Regions from separate parts of the Mus musculus genome. Here all the other regions are linked to region 2. The links are chromatin contacts, called in public Hi-C and HiChIP or PLAC-seq maps. All regions are on one chromosome and are shown on one strand. Each heading gives the region's core, a stretch centred on a gene start, on an enhancer-like site or on the middle of the called end of the contact. The rest is flanking DNA. Distances are from core to core; before and after follow the strand shown. Region 1 overlaps Rnf216 (ring finger protein 216). Region 2 holds the start of Zfp316 (zinc finger protein 316). Region 3 holds the start of Kdelr2 (KDEL (Lys-Asp-Glu-Leu) endoplasmic reticulum protein retention receptor 2).

The links. A called contact is a pair of places that touch in the nucleus more often than the background predicts. HiChIP or PLAC-seq counts read pairs in DNA pulled down with a chosen protein or histone mark.
Region 1: a contact with region 2 is called in an H3K4me3 HiChIP or PLAC-seq map of stem cell-derived neural progenitor cells, with 29 read pairs. The contact joins the enhancer-like site here to the promoter of Zfp316 in region 2. A contact is called at or near these places in 2 of 39 promoter capture datasets (both in embryonic stem cells), 3 of 115 datasets of contacts at active chromatin or transcription factors (memory CD8 T cells, pancreatic cancer cells and stem cell-derived neural progenitor cells) and 1 of 9 other capture datasets (embryonic stem cells).
Region 3: a contact with region 2 is called in a Hi-C map of uterus, with 7 times the contacts expected there. The contact joins the promoter of Kdelr2 here to the promoter of Zfp316 in region 2. A contact is called at or near these places in 3 of 484 Hi-C or Micro-C datasets (CD8 T cells, cerebral cortex and uterus), 2 of 115 datasets of contacts at active chromatin or transcription factors (the SCID.adh cell line and embryonic stem cells) and 1 of 9 other capture datasets (pancreatic islet).

What each region holds. Positions count from the first base shown.
Region 1 is chr5:143,030,164-143,033,392 of GRCm38.p6, reverse strand. The region is part of intron 13 of Rnf216 (ring finger protein 216); the gene reads left to right. Among named protein-coding and RNA genes, the nearest start is that of Gm43380, 7.2 kb to the left of the region's middle. Within about 2 kb of position 1,977, at least 32 of the 459 cell types and tissues checked have an H3K27ac peak or open chromatin away from gene starts, as enhancers often do. A contact at or near this core is called in stem cell-derived neural progenitor cells, where this site is marked.
Region 2 is chr5:143,268,540-143,271,388 of GRCm38.p6, reverse strand. It overlaps Zfp316 (zinc finger protein 316), which reads left to right and starts at 1,367. Exons shown (of 7, transcript NM_017467.3): 1 at 1,367-1,538.
Region 3 is chr5:143,402,053-143,405,149 of GRCm38.p6, reverse strand. It overlaps Kdelr2 (KDEL (Lys-Asp-Glu-Leu) endoplasmic reticulum protein retention receptor 2), which reads right to left and starts at 1,330. Exons shown (of 5, transcript NM_025841.4): 1 at 1,098-1,330. The coding sequence starts at 1,188. Gm20635 (a long non-coding RNA gene) reads left to right here and starts at 1,408. Exons shown (of 3, transcript XR_868670.2): 1 at 1,408-1,541.

The DNA.
Region 1 (3,229 bases), core at 728-3,227, 240 kb after region 2:
CTCCTGGCAAAAGCAAGTGGATCTCTCAGAGTTTGAAGCCAGCCTGGTCTGGTGTACATAGTTCCAGCACAGCCAGGGCTCTTAGAGAGACCCTGTGTCAAAAACGAACAACAAAAGTAAAATAAAAGATCTCATGAGTTGTCACCACCCTCTTTCACTGGGTACATGTGCATGCATCCGTGCTATGTCATGGCATGTCACTGTGCCCTCCCTGGTTTGCCAAACACACCAGCTACTGAACTTGTGGGTGAGGATCATGCTCCTTCTGCTGGTGTGCCTGGGAGAGAGGAAGTCCCTGGAGCCTCCAGTGACTTCCACCAGAAAAGGAAGCTTGCTGAATCTGCTCGAGCTTTGATTTAGCTGAGCCACATTGATTCTCATAGTTTCTTGTGTCTTTCACACTCTTTAAATCAGTATCCTTCCAGATCTTCTGGCTCTTAGCACATGTGACTTTGGGGGTGGGGGCAGGGAGGACTGGTATCTTTGACAGCTGGAGGACTCAGGTGGCCTAAAAGCCTTTGTCCCAGTGGTCCCTAAAGTTGACTAAGCATTAGTGAAGTCATGTTTCTCATGTTTCACCTGGAGGCCTCAGGGAATTGACAATCACAGCCATGTGGTGGCCTTTGAGTGCCTTAAATGACCACAGAGAGACAGAGTTTCTCATACGGGTTTACCCTGTGCCCCAGAGTTGGGTCTGCAACTTCATTTCTCCTGGCAAGCAAGTTGAAAGACTAAGCTGGAACAATCAATCAAAAACAAGAGAGTAGTTTGCCTGGGGTTCTGACTCTGAGCTAGGCTTAAGCCGGGGCAATAGAATCTGAATGCCTAGAGCACAGGCAGCCACAGTAGTCTCATTTGTTTGTTTGTCTTTTGATGATGTTTTAGGACAGAAACTTGGTTTGTAGTGCACACTGCCCATGAACTTGCTATGTAATCTAACCTGCCTTTGAATTTGATGAACAGGCATCCTGCCTAGGCATCCTGAACCAAAACAGACTCCTGTAACAGAAAATGAATGAATAAAAGGAATTGTGTGGAAAGATCAGTCCCTAGTGGTATTCCTACATCTTGCTTTTTTTACAATGGGCTCTCTCATTGTCGGCTTGCTGATTACAGTAGGCTGGCTGGCCTTAAGCCTCCAGGATCAACCTGCCCCTCATCCCCAGAATCAAAATTACACGCACCCTTTACCATTCCTGGGTTTTGTTTTTGTTTTGTTTTGTTTTGTTTTAATTTAGGTTCTGGGGATTGAACTCAGATCCTAATTAGCAACTGAGCCATGTCCTGGCCACCTGTGGTTGTTTTTTGTTTTTATTACATGACATCTTAGCATTTCAAGGGTCCACTGCCCAGGAAGACTTAGGCAGCGGGCTCCTAATGACATAAAAGGCAGCAGCCGCTGGTAGCAGCTCCTTTAATGAGTTGCCTAGGTTAGCCAGCACCCGTGTCCCCTTCACCTCACCTCTCTTCCTCCTGGACTGAAGTCACCAGGAAGGGCTGGGCTGGAAAGCTGGTGCCTGTCTGAGTGGACGTGCTCTGGGTTTCGTGTTGGTAGGTTGCTTGTGACAGGGTGCTCTGCCCTCCAAAATGACCTCTGGCATCTCCCATCCTCCTACAGTACTGAAGCTTCTTGGAGCTGAGGAACAAAGCCTAGCTGAGCTTGGGAGGGAAGAATTACCGTTCGGTACACACTACTTAGAGATGATGCAGAGAGCTCCATTGGATAACTCTGCCCAGCCTACTCTGTGCTTGTCTTATTCTAATTGTGGGGTTCAGTGCCTGGCTACAGCACCTCTTCAGAATACAATCAAAATTTATTCTATGGGACCCCTGGGTCCTTCACTGTGAAGAAATACAGCTGACAGACTGACCACTACAGTACTGAATACGAGCCAGAGGACTTCCTCTAAGCCTCATAGGCTCCAGTGTGGACAGGCTGTTTTGTGGGCTTGGGCAGCAACTTAATGGGGTCTCTTTACTTAAGAAGTCAGGCTATGATTTAATGACTGACTCACCAGGACCGCTCAGAAGTAAATACTGCCATTCTGCCTTCTATTGTTTCCAAGCTGCCGTGGGCAGGCACGCTGTTGGTTTTGTTTAGGAAGACAGGATCCAAACACCAGCTCATCTATTTTCCAGCTGTTGTTTATGCCACTTTCCTGGAACAGTTACAAGGTCTTTTTTCTTTTTCTTTTTTTTTTCTTTTCTTTTTTTTTAAATAAAAAAAATAAAAAATAACAAAAATAAAAAGATGGGTTTGTTTTTTATGTAGCTCTGGCTGTCCTGGAACTCTATATATAGATCAGGCTATCTTTGAGAGATCCACTTGCCTCTGCCTCCTGAGTGCTGGGATTAAAAGTGTACGATACCATGCCTGACCACACAGTGTCTTTTAAGAACACTTGTGCAACTACAAAACTGCTGTTTTTAAATACACTTGTGACTTAGCTCTGTTTTCTGAATGGAATGCCAGCAGTGGAGAGAGAGAGAGAATGTCTACATCCTAGAAACAGTGACACTGAGATGTGTCCAATCCCAACACCATTGATTGTAGCCTTTGGGCCACATCCCGCTCAAAAGTGTGCATGTTCCAGATGCCCAGACATGCTCTAACATTCAGTGTTTCTCCTGTTACTAGCATATATATGACATAGACAGTTAAAAGGTATGAAATGAAGGAGTGGAAATATACCTCAATTGGTAGAGTGATTGCCTAGCATGCACAAGACCCTTGGCTCCATTCCAAGCCCCAAATAACCAAGTATGGTACCATGTACCTGTAATCTTAGCATTCAGATCAGAGAGACAGGAAGTTCAAGGCAAAAGATGGCTCAGTGGTTAAGAGCACTGACTGTTCTACCAGAGGCCCTGAGTTCAATTCCTAGCACCATATGTGGCTCAAAACTAGACTCATGGGATCTAATCTCTTCTTGTATGCAAATGTATGTGCAGACAAAACACCCATATATGTAAATAAATCTTGAATTTTTTTTTAAGGAAGATTATGTTTTCAAAAAAGAAGCAGCTTAAGGTAATCCCTCAGCTACACAGCAAGTTCAAGCCAGCCAGAGCTACATGATACCATGTCTTAGGGAGATGGTTGAATACAAAAGGCTTACAGTCAAAAGTCTTGTGTCCTTATTCAGTCTACTCCTGCGTCCTCCACCCCCCACCCGTCTGTGAGCCACCTATAGCCATTAGCAATGCAGTGTCCTTGCAGGCTAGTTGA
Region 2 (2,849 bases), core at 118-2,617:
AGGAACACATGCATGCATGGAACATGGCAGGAACACATGCATGCATGGAACAGGGCAGGAACACGTGCATGCGTGGAACATGGCAGGAATGCATGTATGCATGGAACATGGCAGGAACACGCACATGCATGGAACATGGCAGGTACACACATTCATCACCTCCTTCGGGTTTCCCAGAGGGAAAGGTTGGCTCCCCTTCCCTTCCCTGGGTTTCTAGCCTGCCAGGGATCCTGCAGAGAGGCAGGTGATTTGGTAGGTAACCCATCTGTGTGAAAACCCAGGGTGCGTAAGAATGTCATCACGGAGATAGCTCATGTGCACACATGTGAACACACATCCTAGTAAAACCGAGAGACAAGCAGCTTCCTTCTATGTGTGCCTAAATGTGTGTAGGCAGGAAAGAAGAGTGTTTCTGGTCCCTAGAGAACCCACAGTTAGGGGTTAGGGCTCGCCTAAGATGAGAAAGGCTATGACTCCTAAAGCATCCAGTCTACATGGTCTACCAAGAAAAGCACAAGAGTGTCACAAAGACTTTTCAATATAAGGGAGGGGAGGCCAAGGAAGAGGGGAGAGAGGGCAGAGGCTAGAACTCTGGTCTCCCCAGGGTCATGTCCAGGGTTGGTCTCTATAGGTACCTAGGGCATTTACTCCAGGCATAGGTGGCCAGCAGGCTTGGGGTCCAGGGACTTCATAATATGGATGGCTCTTTGGAGCTACAGAGCACTGCCCTGAGTAGTCGTGAATATATCAATGGACTGTCAAGGTTCGACCTGTCTAAAGCCATGCAAGGCTATTTCCCAATATTCTTGCCAGGCCTGGGGATGACAGATTAGGGAGTTGAAGAACATAAATCCAGTCTGGCCTCAATCTCCAGTCTTTCATGCATTTGACTGTTATAGTCCACAGTACCCCCCTCACGCCTTGAATAGGCTGCCCCTCTGTCTGCCACACCCTGCACACACAAGTAAAGCCAGAATGGATCAATCTCCCAGCCACACCCTTGCCCATGTCAGGGTCAGACAAGCGCTGCCTGAATACCCATTGGGGGTCACTACCCTTCTCCACCATCAGGAGATCCAGGGAGGGTCCGGTGGACAGGAGGACGGGCTCCCGACACGTCCTGGCACGGGCAAAGGTAGACTTAGGCTGTCGTCTGGCGAGAAGAGATGCTCGCTGGGGCTGGACGTCGTGGGCAGGGGTCCCTTGAAACATAGAGGAGCAGGTAATAAGCAGGGGGTGCTCATTGTGGGTAGCTATAACCATCCTCCATGCATATGGGGGTGCGACGCAGCAGCACCCTGTCTACATCCAGAGCTCCGGGACGCCCCATGACCGGAAGTGCCCCCCTCGTGGGCGCGGACAAGGCGGGGCCGGCGGGCGGCACTTCCGGTGCCCACGCGCCGCCGCCTCCTCCGCCGTCGCGCAGCTCGCGGCCGTCACTTTGTGTAGTGCGGGGGGGAGTCCCCGGTGGTCACAGCCCCCCACCCCCCACGAGTCCGTGTCTCGCTCCGGCTTGGCCGGGCCCGGGCGCGCGCGCGGTGAGTGGGGCGCGCGGATGCGGCAGGTGCGCGCGGGCGGGACGCGCGCGCTGGGGGCGGTGGCGGCGGCAAGGCTGGCCGTCATGGATGCTCGAGAGCTGGAGGCCTCCGGTGTCCGTGGGGAGATCGCGGGACTGCAGGGCCCGTCCTTGGTGGGGTCGGAGTTGCAGCTGCACGAGCTAGATCTTCCAGGCCCCTAGATCCCCCCAATACCGACCTGGGCCTGCGCGGCACGTCAGGGATGGCTTAACACCCTAGAGGGGTACAGACTCCAGCGTGGGAGGGGGCGGGCCGGGGACGTCGTGCACTGCACCTTTGCAGGGTGCTAGCGCCGCCTTCTCCAGCTTAGGGGCGGGAGCTGGGCCGGAGCCGCCCCCGCCCCCTAGAGAGACACCTTCCAAGGAGGGCTGTCATTACTCCCGCCCTAGCGCGAAGTGGAAGCTAGGTACCCTCCCCCCATCCCCCAGAGAGAGGAAGAAAAGGGAAAGACCTTGTCCTGGAGCCCTACAGCCAGCTTTGTGACATTGAGGGGCCGTGGCCTAGCCTGCTTCATCTGTAAATGGAGGCTGGCTGGACTGCTCTCTCTCTCTGCTAAATCTGTTGCCCCCGAGATGGGTGGTGGAACGCGTTGGCAGAATCTAGGGTGCATTATGTGGACACAAGAAGGGAGGGAGGAGGTGCAGGTATCAGCGAGGATCAGCCCACCTGCTCAGCCTGGGTGGGTGGCATTGGCATTTTGTTTTGGTTCTGTCGCTACTGGCTGGGCCAGGGGGCTAGCTGGCCTGGTTGAGGAGCCTGCTCTGGGGGGTCGTGGATGACCTCCAGGGAGCAACCCTGGAGAATAGGGGCTCCGGAAACTGGGCAGATGGTGAGGAGTGTAGTGAACAGGGAAAGACATTCTGGACAAAAAAGGGTCTTAAGTCAGTGGGGCTAGTGAACGGGAATGAAGGTAACTAGCCACAAGTGCGCATGCGCGAGCGTGACCCCACGCAAACATCCTTTACGTGGATCCCCTGGATTTGGGACTTTTCTGGAGTTCCTAACTTTTAACCTTTACGATTGTGTCTCTGCACACTCCTTTCTATGGACAGTGCAGCACCCCGTTCTGAGTGTCTGCAGCGCTGTGCCCTAGGCTCAGGACTTGAGTGGAAAGATGTGTTGAAGTGACACAGTGATTTTTGCCTGATGAAGCCGTGAACTTGACACTGCATTCGAATCCAGGATGAGAGGTTAAGGAGAATGGAGCAGAAAGGCGTTCTAGGGACTGATTGGCAGGAGTGGGGCTAAGAATATCCCAGGAGGAGGGGAACC
Region 3 (3,097 bases), core at 81-2,580, 130 kb before region 2:
AAGAATATATTTATTTAATCAATCAATTAATTAATGGGTTTTTGGGGAGCAGGGGGTGTTTTTGGAGACAGGACCAGCATGTAGTCCATTCTCATTTTGAATTCCTGAACCTCAGGTTACCACCTCTCGAGTGCTGGGATTACAGGCAAGCACCATCACACTCACCAAGAACTTATCTAAAACTTGTAAGATTCCTAATATTTAACGAAAGGCAGAAGTCCACAGCTATTATGTGAGGAAAGTTCACTCTACTGCCTCTCTGCAATGTAGTTTGAGGGAGGTACAGCGCCAACTCAATGGTGACGTGGAGCAAGGATACTAGCCGAGAACAGAGGCCTCTGTGGTACCCAGCGCTGGCAGTTTAAGAGAACCAGTTATTAGACGGCCACACTCAAGGATGAAAAACTAGCTTGCTTCTCAGAGTAACATGAAAACTATGCCAAGCAACTCACTTAAAAGATCCACATCTCTTTTTATGACGCATGAGATCCCGAACCCCAAGGCTTGAGTTGTAGCCTCATCAACTGTAAGCACAGGCCAGACCTGACACCATCCTGCCCCCACATCCCATCCTCTGCTTGTCCTTGAAGATAACAGAATGAATAGCAGGATGCCCCTCTTCCTCCAGCCAGCCCCACCTTCGCGGGTGGCCTGGCTGCCACGTCAGGCCCAGCTAGTCTGTGGTCCTATCCATCCTCCTCGAGCAAGTCTCCCATTGATTCCTGGGGACTCAGAGGCGCCCCCCAAAAGTCCCATGGAGAGGGACACGCCCACTAGAGCCCCACAGATCCCGTGCTAAACTTTTCAGATGCAGCAGGACGCGGGGGCAGTTACGCCAGCGCTCGCTGAGCCAGGACGGATCAAGTTCGCGAGCGGACCAAGCGCAGAACTGGGGGGCCCAGAGCTGCGACGGACACCCCAGCCCGTGTGCACACTCGGAGGGGTTTCGTTGCCCGCCGAGCAGGCCGAGATGGGTGTGTCTGGCCATCGCAAGCCCGGCACAAAGCCTCCGGAACGACCGAGAGCCGAATGGGTCGGTCGAATGGGCCAAACGCGCGCGCTCCTGCCCCGCGCGCCTCGCCCCGGCGGCCGCTCACCAGCACAGGAGCGCGTCTTCCAGATCTTCAGCAGTAGGATGACGATGGCCGCCAGGTGGGACAGGTCCCCAGTCAGCCGGAAGATGTTCATGGCGGCGGCGGTCGGCGCGGCACAGCGGCACCGGAGCTAGGCAGCGACTCGGGACGCGGCGACAGCAGCCCCGGAGAGAGGAAGCGGCGAAAGATGGCGGGAGCGGGCGCGACGTGGCCAGGGACGTGGCCGAACTGCCGTCGCGCGCGCGGGGCAGCCTGGGAGAGCGGGCGACCGCTGGGGCCACGCCCCCGCCACGCCCCTTAAAGGCCCAGCGTCGGTGAGCAGCCGGACTTTACATCCCGCGTGGACGGTCAACTGAGGACCCAGAGTCCTCCGCAATTTCCGTCTCCAGGGTTTCCGCCTAGGTGCCAGCGATTTCCTTCTCTAAGTTTTTGAAATGCCACTCAGTTGTGAGTATTGTCTTGTTTTTTTTTCCATTCCCTACTAAGATAGCAGAAATACCTATCTCAGAGGCATTGCGAGGGTAGAAAGCAAGATTAAAATTTCTGTGATTAAGAACTCCAGCTTCTCTTGTATAGGACCGAAGTTCGATGCCCAGCTCCTAACCTCGGGGAGCTTACATCACCTTTAACACCAACTCCAGGGAATTCATTGCTTCTGGCCTTTGAGAGCACCTGCACGCCCATGCACACACCCACACACAAACTAACACACACATTTTAAATAATAATAAAAATAAGTCATAAGAAATCTGTCAAAATCTATTAATTTTTATTTAAAATTACATTAAAATTTTGTATTAGGGATGGAGAGCTGGCCCAGTGGATAAGAGCAATTGCTGTTCTTCTAATAGACCTGATTTCGAGTCCCAGCACCCACAACTGCAGACTCACAACAGCCTGGAACTCCAGTTCTATCTGACACCTCTCACCTCTGAGGGTGCCTTCATGTGTGTGCGCGCGCACACACACACACACACACACACACACCCCTGAAACAATAAAAATAAAAATAAAAATTTATTTGTGGACTGTGTGGGCACATCCAGTCAGGCCCAGTTCTCTCCTTCCATCTTGTTGGTTCCTGGGACTAGGCTCAAATCTCCAGGCTTGGTGACAAGCCCCTTTAGCCGCTGAGCAACCCCACCACTTCTTTTTCTTTCCTCTCCCTCCTCTTCCTCTTCTTTCTTTTTGCTTTTATATGTCTGTTCACACGTGTGTGTGCACATGTGTAGGCTGTGAGGCCAGCTATTTCTAGGACCTTCTAGATCCTGTTACACCTTATATATTGAAGCAAGGCATCACACTTGAACCCAGAGCTTGCTGATTTGGCTAGTCTAGCAGGCCAGCTTGCCGAAGGGATCCCCTGTCTCTATCTCCCAGGCTTCAACACAGCCTAGCATTTATGTGGGTGCTGGAGATCTGGGCTGTGTTTCTCGCAGACATGTGTCAGCAATCTTTCTGGATTTACAGTGTTTCTTGTTTGCCATTTAAGAAGAAACTTGGAGGCTTAAATGATGGAGCAGGGTGGGAAGATGGGGCTGAAGCACTAACCCATGCGTCATGGGTTACCTTGGAGATGGCTCAGTTAATAAAGCAGTCACTAGCCATACATGAGGTCTGGAGTTCAATCCCCAGCCCCCGATTAGCCAGCTCCTTACTATTAATGTTAACGACTTAATTTTTAAGTTATTAAATAAATAACTTAAATTAGCAAAGATGTTGGGGCTGGGGCCTTCATGTGCAGCCCTGGCTGCCTGAGCGAGAGAACTATCTGACAGACAGACAGACAGGCTCTACTTACACTAGCACCAGAAGTCCACAGAGAGCTTAAGAAAGCCACATAATGCTGGGCGGTTGTAGCACATGTCTTTAATTCCTGCATTCAGAAGGCAGAGTCAGGTGGATCTCTGAGTTCAAGGCCAGCCTGTTTTATAGACTTGAGTTCTAGTACAGCCAGGGCTACATAGAGAAACCCTATCTCAAAGGGCTGGGGAGATGGGGTG